Linked DNA regions of Oryctolagus cuniculus: regions 1 and 2 are each linked to region 3. Evidence: chromatin contacts called from public Micro-C data. All regions are on one chromosome and are shown on one strand. Each heading gives the region's core, a stretch centred on a gene start, on an enhancer-like site or on the middle of the called end of the contact. The rest is flanking DNA. Distances are from core to core; before and after follow the strand shown.

Region 1 (3,185 bases), core at 242-2,741, 150 kb after region 3:
GTCACAAGAGTCATTTTATGATAATAATGTATTAACAGACAAAAACATACGTTAATAAGATAAATTTAAATTCACTAGTATACATAAGCTAAAAGGAATTCCTTCTGCGGTAAGCTTTTTAAAAATTTTGTATTCAATTTTTGGAACATGATTAAAGCTGTAATTTCTCCCAGGAAAAGAATGCACTTAGGACACGCCTTTATAAACCGTGCGCCCACCCCCAACCACCACCACCACCATCAACGATTTGTAAATCAAGGTGCTTTTCAGCTTGACACCTAGGGCGTGGCACTGGAGTTCTCGCACTACCCCTACGACACCTGGGTGAGCGCTCACGGTTCTGGACATTCAGGTTTCCAAGCAAAGCCCAGTTTACTCCCTAAATCTCTCTAAACCTTAAACGGCACTGCCCATCCCCGAGCGCCGGCACCTCCGCCGACTTACACACGGCTGCTCGGACTGAAGCACACAAATCACATCTTCCACTTCTGGAAATCTTTCAGGAACGAATCACAGAGCAAACAACCACCCGCCCACCCCAAACATCCACGCTGCCTTCCTCTTCCTAGAGGCTGATTACCTGAACGTGGGCTAAATCTGTGCTACAGCCCAGGGCCAGCTGTTCAGTTCGGTGTGGAGCGTCTAATGACTCCGGTCTGAAAAAGCCATCCCTGTAACTGGCACAAAACCCTGGCGGAGACGCTTAAAAGGCAACTGCTCCGATACAGGCAAGGAGTGGAAAGAAAGGGAAGGAGGAGAGGGGCGCAGTGAGGCGCGGGGACTGCGGCGGCAGAGGGTCCCCCCAGGTCTCCGGCACCGCCCGGGCGGGGACCTCGGTGCGGCGTGCCAGAGATGCGAGGTGACCTTCGCGCGAGGCCAACTCGGGGGACTTCGCCGCTCGCTCCCAGGGGGTGCACTCGCCCGCACGGCGGCGAACCCATGGCCCCCAGGATTCCAGCCCAGGCTCGTACCGCAGCTCTAACCCGGAATGTGCAATCTCGGCAGCCGGACGCTGCGCCTGGGCCTGGGCCCGCCGCCACCCGGACACACCCCCGCCGCCGCTCCGGTCCCCCAGGCCCTCCCGGGGTGGCCCGGGCAGGCATCGCTCACCTGCACCTCGAGCCGGTCCGCAGCCCCGCGGGCTTCTGAAGCCGCGGCCGCGCTGGCTCCGGCCGGAGGGGGCTCGGCCCTTGTCTGGGAGGCTCCGCGCCGGGAGCGGCAGGAGGAGTCCGACGGGCGGCGGCGGAGCCTGGGCGGCAGGAGGAGGAGGAGGCGGAGGAGGAGGGGAAAGCGGACGACTCTGCCACTCCGCTCTGGGGAGATCCACCCTCCTCCTGGCCGCTCTGCAGCAGCCGCCGCAGATCACTTCCGGGGCGCTGGGGAGCGGGGTGGGGCCGGCTGGAGAGTGACTTCCTGTCCGCGGGCGGAGAGGAGGGCGATCGCCGTCCTGGGCTGAAGAACAATGGCTTGGGAGGCGCGGGCTGGCTGGCCTCCGCCCCTTGCCGCGTAGGGCGGAGTGCCCTGCCTTTCGAGCGATCCTCCACCGGGCTTTCAGCGCCCAGCGAGGCGAAGTCACCTCCCGGGGACCCGGGAGTGGCCGCGGGCCTCGGCGGAGGTGCCCGGATCTCGGCGTCGCGCCGCGACGTCCTTGTCTCTTTTCTGGGGACTAGGAGGGGGTTCCCGGGGAGAAAGGGGAGAGCGGAGGCCGCCATCTTGGTTTTAATGGGGGCAGCCCTCTTCTTCCCCGGCGACTTAGGGTACTGGGAGGCTGCGCGGGTCGCTGGCTGGGGTTTTCCAGTGGAACCAGCGACGTGGCTCGTTGTGGGCCGAATCCCAGGAGGGTGGTCAGGCGCCTGCCCTGGCTGGAGGGTCTCCGCGGGCTGGCCTGAGCCTCCTAGCTCACTGTTGACCCCTGCAAAATTCGCCTCTGCGGATGGTCTGCGGGCCCTGTCTGAGGGGTCTCAGGCCCCCTTGCGCCTCTGTAAGTTCATGTAGCTTTGAGGTCATCCTGCAGCCCTTTTGGTGCTGTGATTTGATAGCTTAAGTGAAAAGTTGACTAAATCGGTTGTTTCATTTAAATTTCTCCGTATGTTTGAATCCGTTTGCCTAACATCCGGGTTGCAGCTGCAGATTCTTATCTCCCCACAAACCATTTTAGTACCAAATAGGAGCTTTTCTTACCCATTCGAGAAAGGCCCATTCTAGAAGGCAGTTGTGAAAGCAAGTACTTGTGTTTGGAAGTATGTTTTATCGAGGAATGTAGAGGAAAGAGTAGGATGCTTTTGTGAACTCTGGGAGTTTAGAAGATAGGTAGCATTTCCAAGCACAAAATCAGGGGTCGGATGACAAATCGGGATCCAGGCAGAATGCACTGTAGCACCAGGACAAATAGCGTGTGTTGAAAAGACTTAAGTAGTAATTACAGGTCTTAAAGTTCAAGGCTGCGTTGCTGAAAAAGATGAGGTTGAAGAAGCATACAGGAGTCAAATGGAGCATGACTGTTCCATTCTCTGGTGAGGCAATGTAGAGGAAGGACCCTGGACAGAATTTCAACCTAAACTGTTCTGTTGGTGGAGAACGGATTTTTTGAGGGGAGGAGCAGGACGAGGAGAGAACTTGAGACAAAGGGCCACCGCAGAAGAAGAGAAAATCTAAGGACTCACCTGAGAGGCAGCGACTTGAATATGTATTTCTGGAGGAAGCTGTTGGGTAAGAGAAGGGAAGTGGCAATAAAGGGACCTTACTTTGTTTTAGGGGAGGAGTAGGATTAAGGTATGCTATACCGGATGAAATAAGGGCGAGCTAGGGACTCTGGAACTTCTTTTTGCAGAAAGGGAGCTTGATTTTGGCCCTGGAAGTTTGAAGTGCCAGTGGTGCTACCTAGTGGCAGTTGCTGTATGCGTCTAGAGGTGTAAGGGGCAGCTGGGCTGAAGTTAGAAACACCATGGGCTTACAGTACCATGTCCAAGCAGACCGCTGCACTTCATGGAGAATCGTTTGAAAACAACTTCTTTCTCCATGCTTTTACTTGGGAAGATTACTAAAATACGACATTTTTTATAGACCCCATGTGATGATACATGTCCATCCACAGGTCAGTATTCTGACATCTACTTTCCTACTTAGCATGTATTTGTGCAACCTACTAACCTCTGGCTCTATGGCCAGTGGAGCTAGCTATTTGC
Region 2 (2,838 bases), core at 315-2,814, 160 kb before region 3:
AGATAAGCATATTTTCATACAGAAAAAATTTTGAAATCCACGCACAGGTTTTTCATAGTATACATTTTTTGTGAACTTTCTGATGACTCGTTGAATGCATGGATTTTTTAAAAATTGGACAAAAACAAACTTTTAAGTCCATTTTCCATAAATTTTGTATTACTGTATATGACATATGTGACCCTTTAACTCATTCAATAAATATCCGAGTACCCAATTGCCAGACATTAAGCTAAACATCAAAGACAATATTCCAATTTTTGACTGGGGCAGAACTATACAATAAAGCGGACAGGCTGGTGTCTTTACTCCTTAACTGCATCACCAAGTCTTGATGGGATTACTCTGCTTTGACATTGCAAGTCGAATCCACAGTAGAAAAGAACTGTGGCAAACTTAATTCTCCCAGAATAAACCAATCAAAAAACCTGTGTGTGTTTCCATTCATCAAGGAGAACGGAAGCTGAGAAGATGCCAACACTCTTCAGCTGAGCATATCACAGAACTCGTTTACAGCACACAGGGAGCAGAGGCAGCTGCAGGAGGGTGCAGACTTAAGGAAAACCACAGGTCTGGACTTCCCGGTAGGCTATGATTTAATGAGTCCTACAGGTCTTTAGGATTCTGTATCCTACAAGCTGATTTCCAGATTCATGGTAGACTATCATTCCCAAATTCTGAGAAGGTAGAGAAAATTCTAGAAAACCAGTAAATCTAAATTTCATCCTATAAATATAATTCAGGGACAGGTGCCTGGTACTACGACGTCTTTTATTAAACAGGAGATATCATTCTTGAATTGTCACACTTTTCTTAAAAATTTACAAAACAATATATCAAGAATTTTGGCCATATTTTGCTATTTTAAATAAATCGGTGCCTCTGTTCCTAACCCCCTCCTTAACCCTCTTCCACTGAACAAGAACTGAAAGGGGTAAAGTTCAGTTTTTGTTAGCACAACTTCTCCCCTAAGTCATTCCAAGCAGCAGGCTGAAGTCCTTTCTGAAATGCAGCTGGGTGCCCAGGTTTAAAGTTAATGCCAACTTGGCAGAGTGCAGAGGCGCGCGCCAAGGGTACCCGCGTTGGGGCCGGACTAGCTCGGACGAGCCTGGCCTGGGCCGCGGGCGCCGGGCAGAGCGACCACCAGGCGGCCAGAAAGCCGGGCGAGTCTGGCCGCGGGGCCACAGAGCCAGGGCACCGGGAGGCGAGAAAAGCCAAACTGTGGGCTTCGGGGCAACATCACGAAAGCGCGGGCTCTGTCAGGATGCCCCAAGAGGGAAGCTGGGGCAGGGGTCCCTGTCGCCGCCCGGACCGAGAGTCGGAGTGTACCTGACTGCGGGCGGCCGGTCCACAGCCCCCTCCCGCCGCCCCGGCCGGACAGGAGGCGGGTTCTCGGCAGAACCACCACCCTTGCCAGCTTCGCCAGCATCGCGCTCCTCTCAGACAGCGTCTGCCCGGTGTGAGAGAACCCGGCGCGGCGTCTTCTGCCGCCACTGGGGGCGCACGCGGGCTCCTCCGATCCCGCCCCACTCGGAGCGGTACGGGGCGGGGCCGAGCTTGCCCCGCCTCGGGTTGCCACCCTGGTGGTGTGGGCTCGCTTGTCAGTCCGACCAAGAACCGCCGGACTGAACAGCCTAAAGGAAAGGGGTAGGTTATTGGCCCTTCCTTTATCTTTTTTCTTCCTCTCGCCTTCACTTAAGTCCACTCAATCTCCACTTAACTCAGTGACTTATTTAGGACGCCAGTCCCTTGCGGAACCTTTCGATGCCGGAACCAATGTGTTGCAGCGCGCTGCCGACAGGCGAACTGTTTTGGTGAAGGACGACCAGTTCTCAGAGGAGGGTCGACTGGTGCAGTTCCGGTGGGAAAGCGCGGCAGCGAGGTGCTCGGCTTCAGCGCGATATGAACAGACAGAATTTTCGACCCCCGACTCCTCCTTATCCCGGCCCGGGTGTCGGAAGTTGGGGTAGCGGGAGCAGCTTCCGGGGTACTCCGGGCGGTGGCGGACCGCGGCCGCCCTCCCCTCGGGACGGGTACGGGAGCCCGCACCACACGCCGCCGTACGGGCCCCGATCTAGGCCTTACGGGAGCGGCCACTCTCCGCGACACGGCGGCAGCTTCTCGGGGGGCCGGTTCGGGTCTCCGTCTCCTGGCGGCTACCCTGGCTCCTACTCCAAGTCCCCCGCGGGGTCCCAGCAGCAATTCGGCTACTCCCCAGGGCAGCAGCAGACCCACCCCCAGGTAATAATAGCCAGCGTTTGCCGAGCTCTTGCTGTATGGCAGGCGTGGTACTGCTAATCCCTTTACGTGAGCTATTTTTCTTTACTCCTCTATGAGGTGATACTATTGTTTACCCTATTTTTCAGATGAGTAAACTGAGGCTTAAAGTTGTTGTCTTAAGATTATCCTAAAATGTGGCAGAATCGTACGTCCTGTTGTATTTAACCAGTTCACTGCCACTCGGAGACACAGGTTGTCCTAATTTTCCGTTTCCTCTCCCTGTCTGAGGCCCTTACCAGTTTATCTCACTGAATTAGTCTAGTCTCCTGTGCTCAGTAAAAAAAATGAAAAGTGGATACCTAGGATACAGTCTCTCCTAGTTTCAGATTGCTGCCATCTTCCTGCAGCAGCCCCCTTTTCTTTTTTCTTTTCTACCTGTATTTATTTATTTATATATTTTTCAAGCTATTATTCTGGCTTCTGTTCCAAGTTCTCTCTCAAGGGAAAATCGGTGGTAGTGGAAGTTTTCCATCTGTGTACAAGAAAAGATGGGTCCAGGATTTCCTCATATGCAATTTGTGTCCACTTGGTGTTTTCCAACTTTATGTCTGCTGACCC
Region 3 (2,775 bases), core at 138-2,637:
CCTGCTGCGGCTGGGGCAGCGAGAAGACCCGACGCTTCTCCGCCTCCTGCCCGGCGCGGGGCCCGCGGCGCCGCTTCTGCCGCCCTCCTGCGCGCCTCTTGCCTCTCGCCAGCCGCTTGACCTCCAGAGGGGGGCCCGGGCTGAAGCAAGAGGAGGAGGCCGCGGCGGCGGCGGCTGCGGCGGCGGCCGTGCCGGGAGCAGCCAGGAAGAGCAGAGGCGGCGGGGGCGGCGGCGGTTGCAGGAGCTGCGGCTGCAGGAGCGGCAACAGCAGCGGCGGCTGCTGAGGGGACAGGAATCGCCTCCGCTTGCGGCGTTCCTCCAACTTCTTCTCCGCCCAGCTCAGGCCCCCGCCTCCCCCCAGCGCCGTGTCGGAGCTGCTCGGCATCGCCTAGAGCCCGCCGCAGAGCGCGGCGCGGGTGCGGCCTCCTCCCGGGTCAGATCCTAGCCATCTTCCCCGCCGGAAACGGGAACGGCGGCGGCGGCGGCGGAGGGACACCGAGCACCAGGGCCGGCCGGGAAACGCGCCACGATAATCCGGATCGGGACTCGGGTCCCTGGATTCCAGGTCACGGTGGGGTACGCAGCGGCCTCCGGGCCTGGGAGAAGCTGGAATCCGGGCGGCGGAGCTCCCGATCGCGCTCCTGGTCCTATTCTCGGCAGCAAAAACACCAGATGAGCTGGGCGCTGACCTGCGGGGGAGTCCGGAGTCCTCCAAGTGCCCCCGCGGGTGGGGGTGCGGCCTCGGCCGCGCTCTCGGCTCCGGCAGCGCAACGCGGAAGTACCACCTTCTTCTCCGCTTCACTCCATCGCGCCCTGACGTCGGGTGCGAGTTCAGGGGAGGGGAGTGGGCGAGACAACAACACGCCTCCGCCGCCTGCTCCTCCGCGTCGACGTCGTCCTCCCGGGGTGGCGGCGCCACAGCGAGGGCGCCTCGGAAGTGGCCTGGGCCTGACAACAACTCCCGGCCTAGGGCCTCGCGCACTCTGCGGCCCGCGGGCACGGGCGGCGGGGCGAGGCGAGGCGACGCGACGTGGGGGCCACCGGGCTGCGGCTCCCCGCCGGGGCAGCGAGTGTGCGGGGCTGGGCGGGGGGCTGTTTCCGGGGAGATGGGGGCGGGGGCGTTTCTGAGTCTGTGGCGGTGGCTACGAGCCCTGACTTTCTTCTCCCTGCGCCGCCGCGAATAGAGGTGGCGGAGCTGCCCCGTCCCTCCGCTCCCCCCCCTCCACGAGGAGGCTCCTGGTGTGCGCGGCCGGCCCCGGCTCGCTCCTCCCCTTCCCTCCCCGCTCCTCGTCAGGAGGAGGGAGGGCGACAGGACTTGCTGGTTGGGCCCTAACCTCCACAACCCCTCCTTCTCGCCTCGCTCTCTCGGCTTTTCCCCTCGGCCTGGACGGAAGGCCGGGAGCGCGCACGCACGTCACGCTCCGAGAGAGCCGAAGGTAAGTGGTGGCGGGGGGCCAGGGAGGCGGGAACAAAGTTGCCGCGCACTGGCGTGCTCGCTCCCGTCAGGGACCGGCCGTCCGCACCGGACGTGGCGTAGTGTAGTGATCGCTTCGCTTCCGGTGAGGGTGGGACTCTGTGTGAAGAAGGGTTAAAGAAAGGAGAGGATTCGTGCGCCGCCCACTGCTGTCGCCTGCGACTGTCCGGGTGGTGGCACGCTTGTCGTGCCTGTTGCTTGCGTCTAGCGCGCGGTGCTGGCTGCGCCTCTCCGCAGACGCGGCACTGCCGGCCTGTTGTGGAAAAGGTCACGACGGGAATAAGGATCCCCGGAGAGCCCGAGAGCAGCAGTGCGTTTGGTGGCTTTCTGGACCGGGCAGTCACCCCCGGTCTACCCTCAGCCAGACGCCGGGATTGGAACAACTGCTAGAGAAGGAGAGGAGGCCCCACAAAAGAGGGCGGGGATGACGTTAGCTTAACTTGTCTCACAGACGGCCAAGTTGGAGGATCCATCCCAACCCAAAAACACTGGAGTCACAGTCTCGTACTTCGGTAACACTGAAGTTTACTTGAAAAAAATTTTAAAGCTTTAAATCAGTTTAGGGAATAAATTGATTGTCGGATGCTGAAAATCCCAGAATTTACAGATGGCTTCCCCCCCACCACACACACACACACACACACACACACACCCCGCGCGCACACACTTTCGCCTTCGTGTCTAAGCGAATGTGGCTGCCAAGCATAACCGTATAGTGACCTCCTCTCATTTCTTGCTTTAGCAAGATTGTTCTTGCAGCATTCGGGATAATTAGATTAGAATCTAAACGGCTTACTGGCTTTTTGTTTAGGAAGGAAAGCTAAACTGTTCAATGGTTGCTTGGCCTTTACAAGGTTATTTGTTCAGATCATCAGTTGGTTCTTAGTTCTTAAGCAGTTGGTGTCTATCCATTATCCCTTAGAGTAAATAATTTTAATCAGCTTTGACCTACCTAAGCTAAAATCAGACGTCACTGACAGAATACAAAGGGTGTTTGTTTGCTGCAGGATAAAGTAAGAAGCAAAGCAATAGGTGATCTTAAAGTCAGAGTGGCAGGCCTGTGTGGATCACACAGTGGGACCCTCTGTGCAACCAGTGGGGGGAAGAGTGATAAGGGCATTGGGAAGTTTAGGAGACAAGCTATCTAAAATAAATTTCTCTTCATCATTATTGATGAGCCAGGGTCCTATAGCTAGTCTCCTGAAGACTAGTTATCAAGTGGCTTTTTCCAGTCAATCAACTTGCCCTATAACCCTGGTTTTAAAAGCCTGGAACAACAAAACAAAGAGAACATAATAGTA

The links. Hi-C and Micro-C count contacts between places; a contact is called where the count stands out from the background.
Region 1: a Micro-C map of ear pinna shows a contact between it and region 3, with 4 times the contacts expected there. The contact joins the promoter of RALA here to the promoter of CDK13 in region 3. A contact is called at or near these places in 3 of 6 Hi-C or Micro-C datasets (ear pinna, skin fibroblasts and an unstated tissue).
Region 2: a contact with region 3 is called in a Micro-C map of ear pinna, with 3 times the contacts expected there. The contact joins the promoter of SUGCT here to the promoter of CDK13 in region 3. A contact is called at or near these places in 3 of 6 Hi-C or Micro-C datasets (ear pinna, psoas muscle and an unstated tissue).

Annotation. Positions count from the first base shown.
Region 1 is chr16:29,738,013-29,741,197 of mOryCun1.1, reverse strand. RALA (RAS like proto-oncogene A) reads right to left here and starts at 1,491. Exons shown (of 5, transcript XM_002713768.5): 1 at 1,111-1,491.
Region 2 is chr16:30,047,542-30,050,379 of mOryCun1.1, reverse strand. It overlaps SUGCT (succinyl-CoA:glutarate-CoA transferase), which reads right to left and starts at 1,564. Exons shown (of 14, transcript XM_017344447.3): 1 at 1,330-1,564. The coding sequence starts at 1,429. It overlaps MPLKIP (M-phase specific PLK1 interacting protein), which reads left to right and starts at 1,529. Exons shown (of 3, transcript XM_008261671.4): 1 at 1,529-1,647; 2 at 1,738-2,241. The coding sequence starts at 1,903.
Region 3 is chr16:29,884,857-29,887,631 of mOryCun1.1, reverse strand. CDK13 (cyclin dependent kinase 13) reads right to left here and starts at 1,387. Exons shown (of 14, transcript XM_070059760.1): 1 at 1-1,387. The coding sequence starts at 385.